Regions from separate parts of the Sus scrofa genome. Here all the other regions are linked to region 3. A link is a contact called in public HiChIP or PLAC-seq data. All regions are on one chromosome and are shown on one strand. Each heading gives the region's core, a stretch centred on a gene start, on an enhancer-like site or on the middle of the called end of the contact. The rest is flanking DNA. Distances are from core to core; before and after follow the strand shown. Region 1 has its middle 24 kb from the start of TPM1. Region 2 overlaps LOC110260973 (a long non-coding RNA gene). Region 3 has its middle 24 kb from the start of MIR190A.

Region 1 (2,700 bases), core at 119-2,618, 160 kb after region 3:
TTCTTCTTTTCCTTTTTTTTTGGCTTTTTTTGGCTTTTTGGCCTTTTGGCTTTTTAGGTCCACAGCAGCAGCATATGGAGGTTCCCAGGCCAGGGGTCAAATCGGAGCTACAGCTGCTGGCCTACACCACAACCACAGCAACATAGGATCCAAGCCCACAGCTCATGGCAACATCAGATCCTTAACCCACTGAGCCAGGGTCAAACCCGCATCCTCATGGATACTAGTCAGATCCATTTCTGTTGTGCCACAATGGGAACTCCCCTATCTGGGCTTCTAAGGAAGTGTGCTTACTCCTGGCAGAAACAGTCAAAGCACTGCTGGGTAGCACAGCTGAGAGCCGCCAAGGCAGCCTGGGTTGTCTCTTCTCTGTTCCCAGCTCTACAGAGGTCAGAGAGGCACTGTGACTTCTCCCTTTGTCTCTCTCAAGATGAAGGACTTTCCATCAGGATGGATAGTAAAAATGTCAAGAGGACTCTCACCGGCCCTCACACATGAGCCAATCGATGTGTACCCCTCTACATTAATTATCTGTTGCTGTGTAGCAAATTACCCCAAAGCTTGGTGCCATATAACAGTAAACAATTATTATCTCTCACAGTTTCTGTGGGTGAGGAATCTAGGAGTGGATTAGGTTGGCGGTTCTGGTTTGGGTCTTTTATGATGTCAAGATGTTGGCTAGGGCTGCAGTCCACTGAAGGCCTGACTGCGGCTGGGAGATGTGATTTCAAGGTAGCTCCTTCGCATGTCACTGTTGGGCATTGATAGGTGGCTTCCATCCCTCCCCTACCCCTGTCCCAAGCAGGAACCACCTTTTTTTCTCCTCTCTCTTCTTGGAGCTGGGGAAGCTGTTCCATGCTGTTTTGCCTTTTCTAAGGGTTGCCCTTGAGCCTAGGGTGTTCATGAGATGTGATCTGCAAACCTCATCCCAGGCTGCTCAAAGAACTACACCCTCATATTAGTCTGGACAAGAGGCTGACCCTGCCCCCTCCAAACCCTGGCAATTGGTGGTGGCACCAGCGCTGGTTGTGTGGACCTGGCAGATAGATAAGCACCTGCAAGGGCAGGGAATCAGCCTAACGTAGAAAGACCCCTTGCTTGCTCTGAGCTTCCCTCCTTGACCATCTCGGTCAACTCTAGGGGCGCCTCCCGTGCCCTCTCAAGCAGTCATTTAACACTCAGGACATATATTTACTAACGGCTGAATAGCAATCATATCTCTTCCCGCTAGCGTGTAGACTGTGGAATGAAGAACCTTTTTACATGCTTCCTGTCCTCTGCACATCTGGCCCGGTGCCCAGAGATGAGTCAGAGCTTAATAATGTTTGTCGAGTGGCTGCCCCACTGATGGCATGGAACACAGGCTGTAGACCTTGCCTCCCAGGGCCCCACGTAGCAGATGCTGTGGTCAGGGGAGCAGTGCATAGCCGAGGTGCCTTTCAGGGCCAGGAAAGATAATTGAGTCAGTGGGCAGGAGTTCCCGTTGTGGCTCAGTGGTTAACAAATCCGACTAGGAACCATGAGGTTGCGGGTTTGGTCCCTGGTCTCGCTCAGTGGGTTAAGGATCCTGCGTTGCCGTGAGCTGTGGTGTAGGTTGCAGACGCAGCTCAGATCCAGCGTTGCTGTGGCTTTGGTGTAGGCCGGTGGCTACAGCTCCGATTCGACCCCTAGCCTGGGAACCTCCATATGCCGTGGGAGCGGCTCTAGAAAAGACAAAAAAAAAAAAAAAAAGAAAGAAAAAAAAGTCAGTGGGCAGAGAGGAACGAACCACCAGCCCACCACAGCCCATGCATTTTCTCCAGGCTGCAGAGGCAGGACCTGTCCTCTAGGCCACTCCCGAGCAGAGCTGAGCCCCAGGGTATCTGCTCACAAAGCTGGTGCTCTCTCCCTAGCAGGAGCCAGGGCTCAGGTTACACCCCCCGCTCAGGCTCCTGGGCTTTTGATGGAAGCTGCTTCAGGACAGGGCCGTCACTACCACCCTATTAGTGCAGGAAATATCTGCCAGAGGGCATCACCGTCCAGGAGGAGAATGACAGTTGAAGGTCTCCGTTTCATATGTTCCAAGTCTCTTAGCTTAGATGGGTTCCTTAATCCTTCTTCCCTCCTGGGCAGCTCAGGGACCTGAGGGCCTTCCACAGTGTGTCTCATTTAAGTTTAGAAATTGACCTAACATAACACCACCTTGCAAGAACCTTGCAAGTGTCTCAGTGCACACCACCTGGTGTGTCTGCAGGTCATTGCCATGAAACAGGACAAGGATGTGGTTCTGTTCAGATAAATAATGGAATATCTACAACTAATACTGTGCTAAACATTTCACAAACACTGTCACAACTAAGCCTCAGGATAACCATAGGAGGTAGGAAAGTCGCTATTCCCATTTTCAGAGGGATACCCTGAGGCTTAAGGGGGTTAAGAAATTTCCAGAGTCACCCAACTGGGAAGTGATGAGACCAGGTTTCAAATTCAGGAGTGTTTGGCTCCAAAGCACAAGCTCAGACCACTCACAGTCCTCTTCTGCCCACACACCCGTGTTACACCAGTCTCTGTGCTGTACAGGGAATCCAGGGACACTTAAGGTACTGCACTGACTCCCAAGTTTTCAACCCAGCCAGGGAAACAAATATGACTTTTTTTTTTTGGCCTTTTGTTGTTTTAGGGCTGTACCTGCCACATATGGAGGTTCCCAGGCCAGGGGTC
Region 2 (2,700 bases), core at 142-2,641, 230 kb after region 3:
TTAGGATAGGAATCCAGGGGTACTTTTACCACCAGAGACAGCCCTAAGTAGTTCATTTTTCCTGAGTGGAATTTTTTTTTAATTGAAGTATAGTTTATTTACAATGTTGTGTTGGTTTTTGGTGTCCTGTGAAATGATTCCGATATATATATATATACATATACATATACATATACATATGGTATATTGCATATATATTATATATATTCTTCTCATATTCTTTTCTGTTATGGTTTATTACAGGATATTGAGTATAGTTCCCTGTGCTATATAGTAGAACCTTGTTGTTTATTTTATATTTAGTAGTTTGTATCTGCTAATCCCAAACTCCTAATCTATACCCCCCACCACCATTGTCTTACTTTATAATAGCAGAGCCATAGGAAAGGCTTACAGTAACCAAAATAAAACGTTCCCTTTATTGCTTTTTTGCCTTGGGAATTTTATAAACCAGGCAAACTATTGCTTGTGGGCCATATTCAAGCCACTGCCTGTTTTTGTGCAGCCTAAGAGCTAAAAATGTCTTTTAATTTTTTTTTAATGGTTGGAAAAAACTCAAAAGAAAAATAATAGTTTATAACATATGAAAATTATATAGAAGTCTTGGTGCAGTGGAAACAAATCTGACTAGTACCCATGAGGTGGTGGGTTCGATCCCTGGCCTCACCCATTGGGTTAAGGATCTGGCGTTGCTGTGAGCTATGCTGTAGGTTGCAGATGTGGCTTGGATCCCAAGCTGCTGTGGCTGTGGTGTAGGCCTACAACTGTAGCTCCAATTCGACCCCTAGCCTGGGAACCTGCATATGCCATGAGTGCAGCCCTAAAAAGCAAAAAAAAAAAAAAAAAAAAAAAAATTATGTAAAATTCTAACACCAGTGTTTATAAATAAAGGTCTACTGAAACGCAGCCACATCCATTCAAGTGTTGTCTATAGCTCTTTGTGCTCTAACAATGGAGTGGAATGGCCATGACAGAGACTCTAGTTCCACAAAGCCTAAAATATTTACTGTTTAGTTCCTGTACAGAAAGTTTGTTGACTCCCTACTCTCAAGGGAGACTGTTTGTTCTCCTACACTGATCCTATCAGCTTGTTCCAGTATTTTTGCCAAAATTACTAGATATAATCTAATTCGAGTAAGGAAGTGACACTCATTTTAGAAGTCACAAAGATTCCAAGAAAGTTATGTGTACGTAGAGATCTTAAGAAAATCATGGTTTAACTATTTTGTATATTGTATTTAGTTATTTAGGTTTAGAGAAATGCAAATATTCTCTCTGTGAGGTTTGGAGCCGGCTTTGTCTGAAGCAGGCACTCCTTACCCGAGAGTCACAGCCTCTTTATCTCTTTTCACTGCTCCTCATTCTTGGGGCCCAGGCCATCAGCCCTGGTTCTCCCCTCCCCCCATACTTAGTCTCAGTCTCAGCTCACTGGATGTAGACAGCTTGAATTATGCTCCTAGCCAGAAAGAGATTTTTCTCAGGGCTGGAGGAGGAAGTGATTTACTCTAGGTATTCCCAGCAATATGCCTGGGTATCATCTGTCTGCAGCTAAAGGGTTTCCATTCTGCAAGGAGTAGGGGCAGGCAGGAATAGGTAAGGACAGAATTCCAGAACTGGTATTTCTCCCATTGTCCCCTAGCCCACCCTCAAGTTTATCAATAAGTGTGAGGTTGTCGTTTTGGCCCCCATGTCCCCACATGGACTCTCCACAAACTTACGGTTTTGCAGCTTGTCGGCTTAAAGGAATGTGAACTTGGGCCCAGTTGGCAGCACGGTGATTTTCAAGTTAGACATCCCCTCCCAGTTGGGAGAGTTGATGAAGGCTGATCCCAGTCTGAAAATTGTGATTTCCCCTGGCTGTCTCCTATTCTTAGTTTCCCTGGACTTGCCGTAGGGATTTTGTTGGTCTCAACAGCAGGAGTCTTGGAGCTCCATTTTTCCTTCTCACCTTAGTGCCCTAATTCATAGGCTGTGAGCCACATGGGAACCTTCTAGCCATGCTTTGGATTGCTGGTGAGCAATTTAAAAGTTCCTCCAGGAGTTCCCGTTGTGGCTCATCAGGTTAAGAACTCACAGTGTCCATGAGGATGCAGGCTCAATCTCTGGCCTTGTTCAGTGGGTTAAGGATGCCGTGTCACCACAGCTGCAGCGTAGGTCACAGATGCGGCTTGGATCCAGTGTTGCCCTGGCTGTGGTATAGGTCACAGCTACAGCTCTGATTTGACCTTCAGTCCAGGAACCTCCATATGTACAAGGGTTTTAAGGTGTTCTGTCAGGAACCAGGGGCAGAGACAAGTATATATATTTATTTTTATTTCATAAAGAGAGAACTAATTTTACAGATATGGAACTGAAGACCAGATGGTTGAAACAATTTGCCCAAGATCCTGTAGCTAAGGGGCAGCAGGGTTCACATTAAAATCTAGGGTCCCTGGCCTCTTACCCAGGGCATTTCCCATTACACCACACCGTCTTCCCTTAGCTAGTCCAGGTGGGGCGGCAGGCAGAACCACGAAGGCAGACTATTAATGGATGGAACTAAGTCATTAAAAAGAAGTGAGAGGAACTACTATATGCCAGAGGAAGCACCATCTTTGATGCAGCTATCAATATTTCTTTATATTACAGAAAGTATGAGAAAACAGCTTCAAGACACATATCCTAGACTCTGCTTTCAGACTGCCAACCCTAAGCTGCCAC
Region 3 (2,700 bases), core at 92-2,591:
GGAGGCTGGGACATGAGAATGGGCCTGCTGGGCAGTCGGGCACAGGGAGGGTGGGGCCAGCGGAAACCATAGGAGGGGGTGGCAAGTCCAAGTGTGTATGAGGGGGACAGTGTCCTGAGGGTCACTGAATGAGCACCTGGCTAAGGAGCTTTTAACATGCAGGTTACCAGGAGCCCAGCTTGGCTTTATTCTCACCTGGTGATTCCAAAATCCTGTTTGAGGGTGCGGGGGTGGGGGGGGGGGGCGGTTCTCTCAGACGGCAATTCTATCAAGTCTAAACTGCACTCAGAGAAATTCAACCGTGTTTTTACTTGAACACTCTGCACCCTCAGCAGGCCATGACTGCAGCAGCTTTGCTATGCTGCCTTAACGTCCCACACAAGAAGCTCTTAGGGCCCCAGAGCAGGAGTGCCTGGGGGGCTGGCACCTGGCGGGGACAAAAGCAGACGTCAGCACTTGTGGCTGGATCAGGAGCTTCCTGTCCGTTTGGGCCTTTCTCTCTGGAGATTTACTTTTAGAAACAAAAGCTTGGTTCAATTAAGGCTAGAACTGAATGTTGAAGAAGTGCTTTCTGGGCCTGAAGGCAGGCCGTGTTGCAACTGCGGCCTGGGTGTTGGGGCAGCCCAGAGGGAGAAGGGGCCTGAGCCAGGGCCCCAGTCCTATGGTTCCAGCAGCTTGATATTATAGGGCCCTTGTGGGGAAGCGGGAAAGGAGAGGCAGCCTGGACTCCGTGGGCATTAGGGAAGATGGGAAGAAACTAAAAGGCCCAGCCCTTCCCTTCAAAGATCTTAGACCTTCCTGAAGAATGCAGCCTCCTGCAAGGGAAAGTGAGAATAACACAAGTCACCCACAGGGGGCTGCGGGCTGGGAGGGTGCAGGGCATCAGGGCAGGAGCGCCCACGTGGGCTGGGTTCCCACAAAAGAGGCAGGCTGGGGTAGGCCCTCAGTAGATGGGAAGCAGCTGGGAGCACAGAACGCATCTGTGGCCTCTGCAGGTAGACAGAAAAGAAAGGGCAGAAAGAGGACCACAAAGCTGCCCGAAGCTAGAGGGACGAGTCAGACCCTTCAGGCTGGCTGCACTCTGCCTAAGCCCACGTTCTTCACGCCTGCCCTCCCTGCCTTCTGGTTCACCCTCAGCTCACCTGATGAATGGGGCACATTTTTCGGATACCATGGGCACTTTGGCGGCCCCCTTCTCAGGTGTGCATCCTGGAGGAGATGGCTGTGCTTGCCGAGGAGATGGCTCCTGACAAAGCACTTCTGCCACTTGGGCTGTTCCTGGGTTCCAGGGAGAAGAGCCCTTGGCACCCAATGTTGCTGTCCTTCCGGCTAGGTGTCCTGGCAGGTTGTGACCACAGGGGGCAGTGTGGTTCCATCGGACACTCATAGGGCACTCCTGTTTTCCTTGGGGGAAAGGGGGACATTTGTTGGGCAAATAAATATGAGAATACTAATATTAAAGGTAAACAACTAAATGCCTTATGCCTCTATGAGGTGTCTTAGGGTCTATAAGAAGCTCATATACATTGGATCTCTCAAAAAGGAGCATATAATATACAGTTTTGCCCCAATTTTTGGCCTTGGAGCACTTTCTTTTTCATTGCGATGTATTTTGAGAGACAAATGTTGCAAGCCTCATGCCTTGGGGAGCCCTGTTGTAAAATCCTACTGGAATTACTGTCTGTCTCCCCTGCCCTCTCAGCACACGTGGCCAGCCCTCTGTCTCGTATGACAAGGTAATATTTCGTCTGTGCAGCAGCCTCATCTAGGTCATAGGCAGGGATCACATCTTGTCACATGCAGCTTCCCCAGCACCTAAAACCGAGCTGTGGAGATATGAGAAATGTAATGAAGACAGATTGCCTAGGTGATAAACGTTGGACCGTGCAGTTGGCAACCAGTGTTTATGACCTGGGGATCAGCTGTTTTGGACTCTGGCTGATTTGAACTTTAAGAGGCCAAAAAAAAAAAAGTGTGCAAACAGTTACCCACAGCTGCCCCTTCCTTCCCCACCCACTCCTATGGCCCCACAAGGCAACACTATTGCTACAATAGCTTCTCTGAAAGTTGCTCGCTTAGGATTCCCTTCCTGGGACAGCTGCAAGGAAACACAGCTTGATCCTATATATCCTGAAACCTCCTGACAACACTCAGCATTGTTCAGCAAAATCCCAAAAATGGGCTCCAGCCAGTCAGAGGTTGTTAATGAAATACTGAAAGGACCTCAGATGCTGTGAGCTATAAAATGGTGCTCATGGTCCAAATCCTAGTGGAATGTGAAGGCCATCTGGAAGAAAAGGAAGGCCAGAGTTTCCTCCTGCAGCTAAAGGGCATCTGAAATCTGATTCTCCAAACATTTTCCTCCACTTTTCTCGCCTCATAAGGCAGCACAGTGAACAGACACAGGGCGGGGGTGGGGGGAACATGACTTTGGACTTCAGATGGACATGGCTTTGAGCAAGTCACTTCCTTCCAAATCTTGGGGTGGGGGTGAGGAGGGGTCTGGACTAAACTCTGTACTTCACCCTCCCACCATCTACTTCCCCTGCCCCTGTGGAGCCGCAGCAATACTTTGGGAGCGTCGAACTCAAGTCTGGGGCAGGCCCAATGGGTCCCAGGACAACACCATTCCTCCCAGTGGTGCCTGGTTCTGGGATGGGCTGCAACCTGATCTGGCCAAGGGGCTGGGAGGAAATGCCT

Evidence for each region. HiChIP or PLAC-seq counts read pairs in DNA pulled down with a chosen protein or histone mark.
Region 1: a contact with region 3 is called in an H3K27ac HiChIP or PLAC-seq map of skeletal muscle. The contact joins two enhancer-like sites. A contact is called at or near these places in 2 of 47 Hi-C or Micro-C datasets (embryonic fibroblasts and skeletal muscle) and 1 of 2 datasets of contacts at active chromatin or transcription factors (skeletal muscle).
Region 2: a contact with region 3 is called in an H3K27ac HiChIP or PLAC-seq map of skeletal muscle, with 5 times the contacts expected there. The contact joins two enhancer-like sites. A contact is called at or near these places in 2 of 47 Hi-C or Micro-C datasets (embryonic fibroblasts and fetal heart ventricle) and 1 of 2 datasets of contacts at active chromatin or transcription factors (skeletal muscle).

What each region holds. Positions count from the first base shown.
Region 1 is chr1:109,038,924-109,041,623 of Sscrofa11.1, reverse strand. No RefSeq gene overlaps it. Among named protein-coding and RNA genes, the nearest start is that of TPM1, 24 kb to the right of the region's middle. Within about 2 kb of position 1,368, at least 17 of the 83 cell types and tissues checked have an H3K27ac peak or open chromatin away from gene starts, as enhancers often do. A contact at or near this core is called in skeletal muscle, where this site is marked.
Region 2 is chr1:108,973,127-108,975,826 of Sscrofa11.1, reverse strand. All of the region lies in intron 3 of LOC110260973 (a long non-coding RNA gene), which reads left to right. Among named protein-coding and RNA genes, the nearest start is that of TPM1, 41 kb to the left of the region's middle. Within about 2 kb of position 1,391, at least 13 of the 83 cell types and tissues checked have an H3K27ac peak or open chromatin away from gene starts, as enhancers often do. A contact at or near this core is called in skeletal muscle, where this site is marked.
Region 3 is chr1:109,200,327-109,203,026 of Sscrofa11.1, reverse strand. No RefSeq gene overlaps it. Among named protein-coding and RNA genes, the nearest start is that of MIR190A, 24 kb to the left of the region's middle. Within about 2 kb of position 1,341, at least 12 of the 83 cell types and tissues checked have an H3K27ac peak or open chromatin away from gene starts, as enhancers often do. A contact at or near this core is called in skeletal muscle, where this site is marked.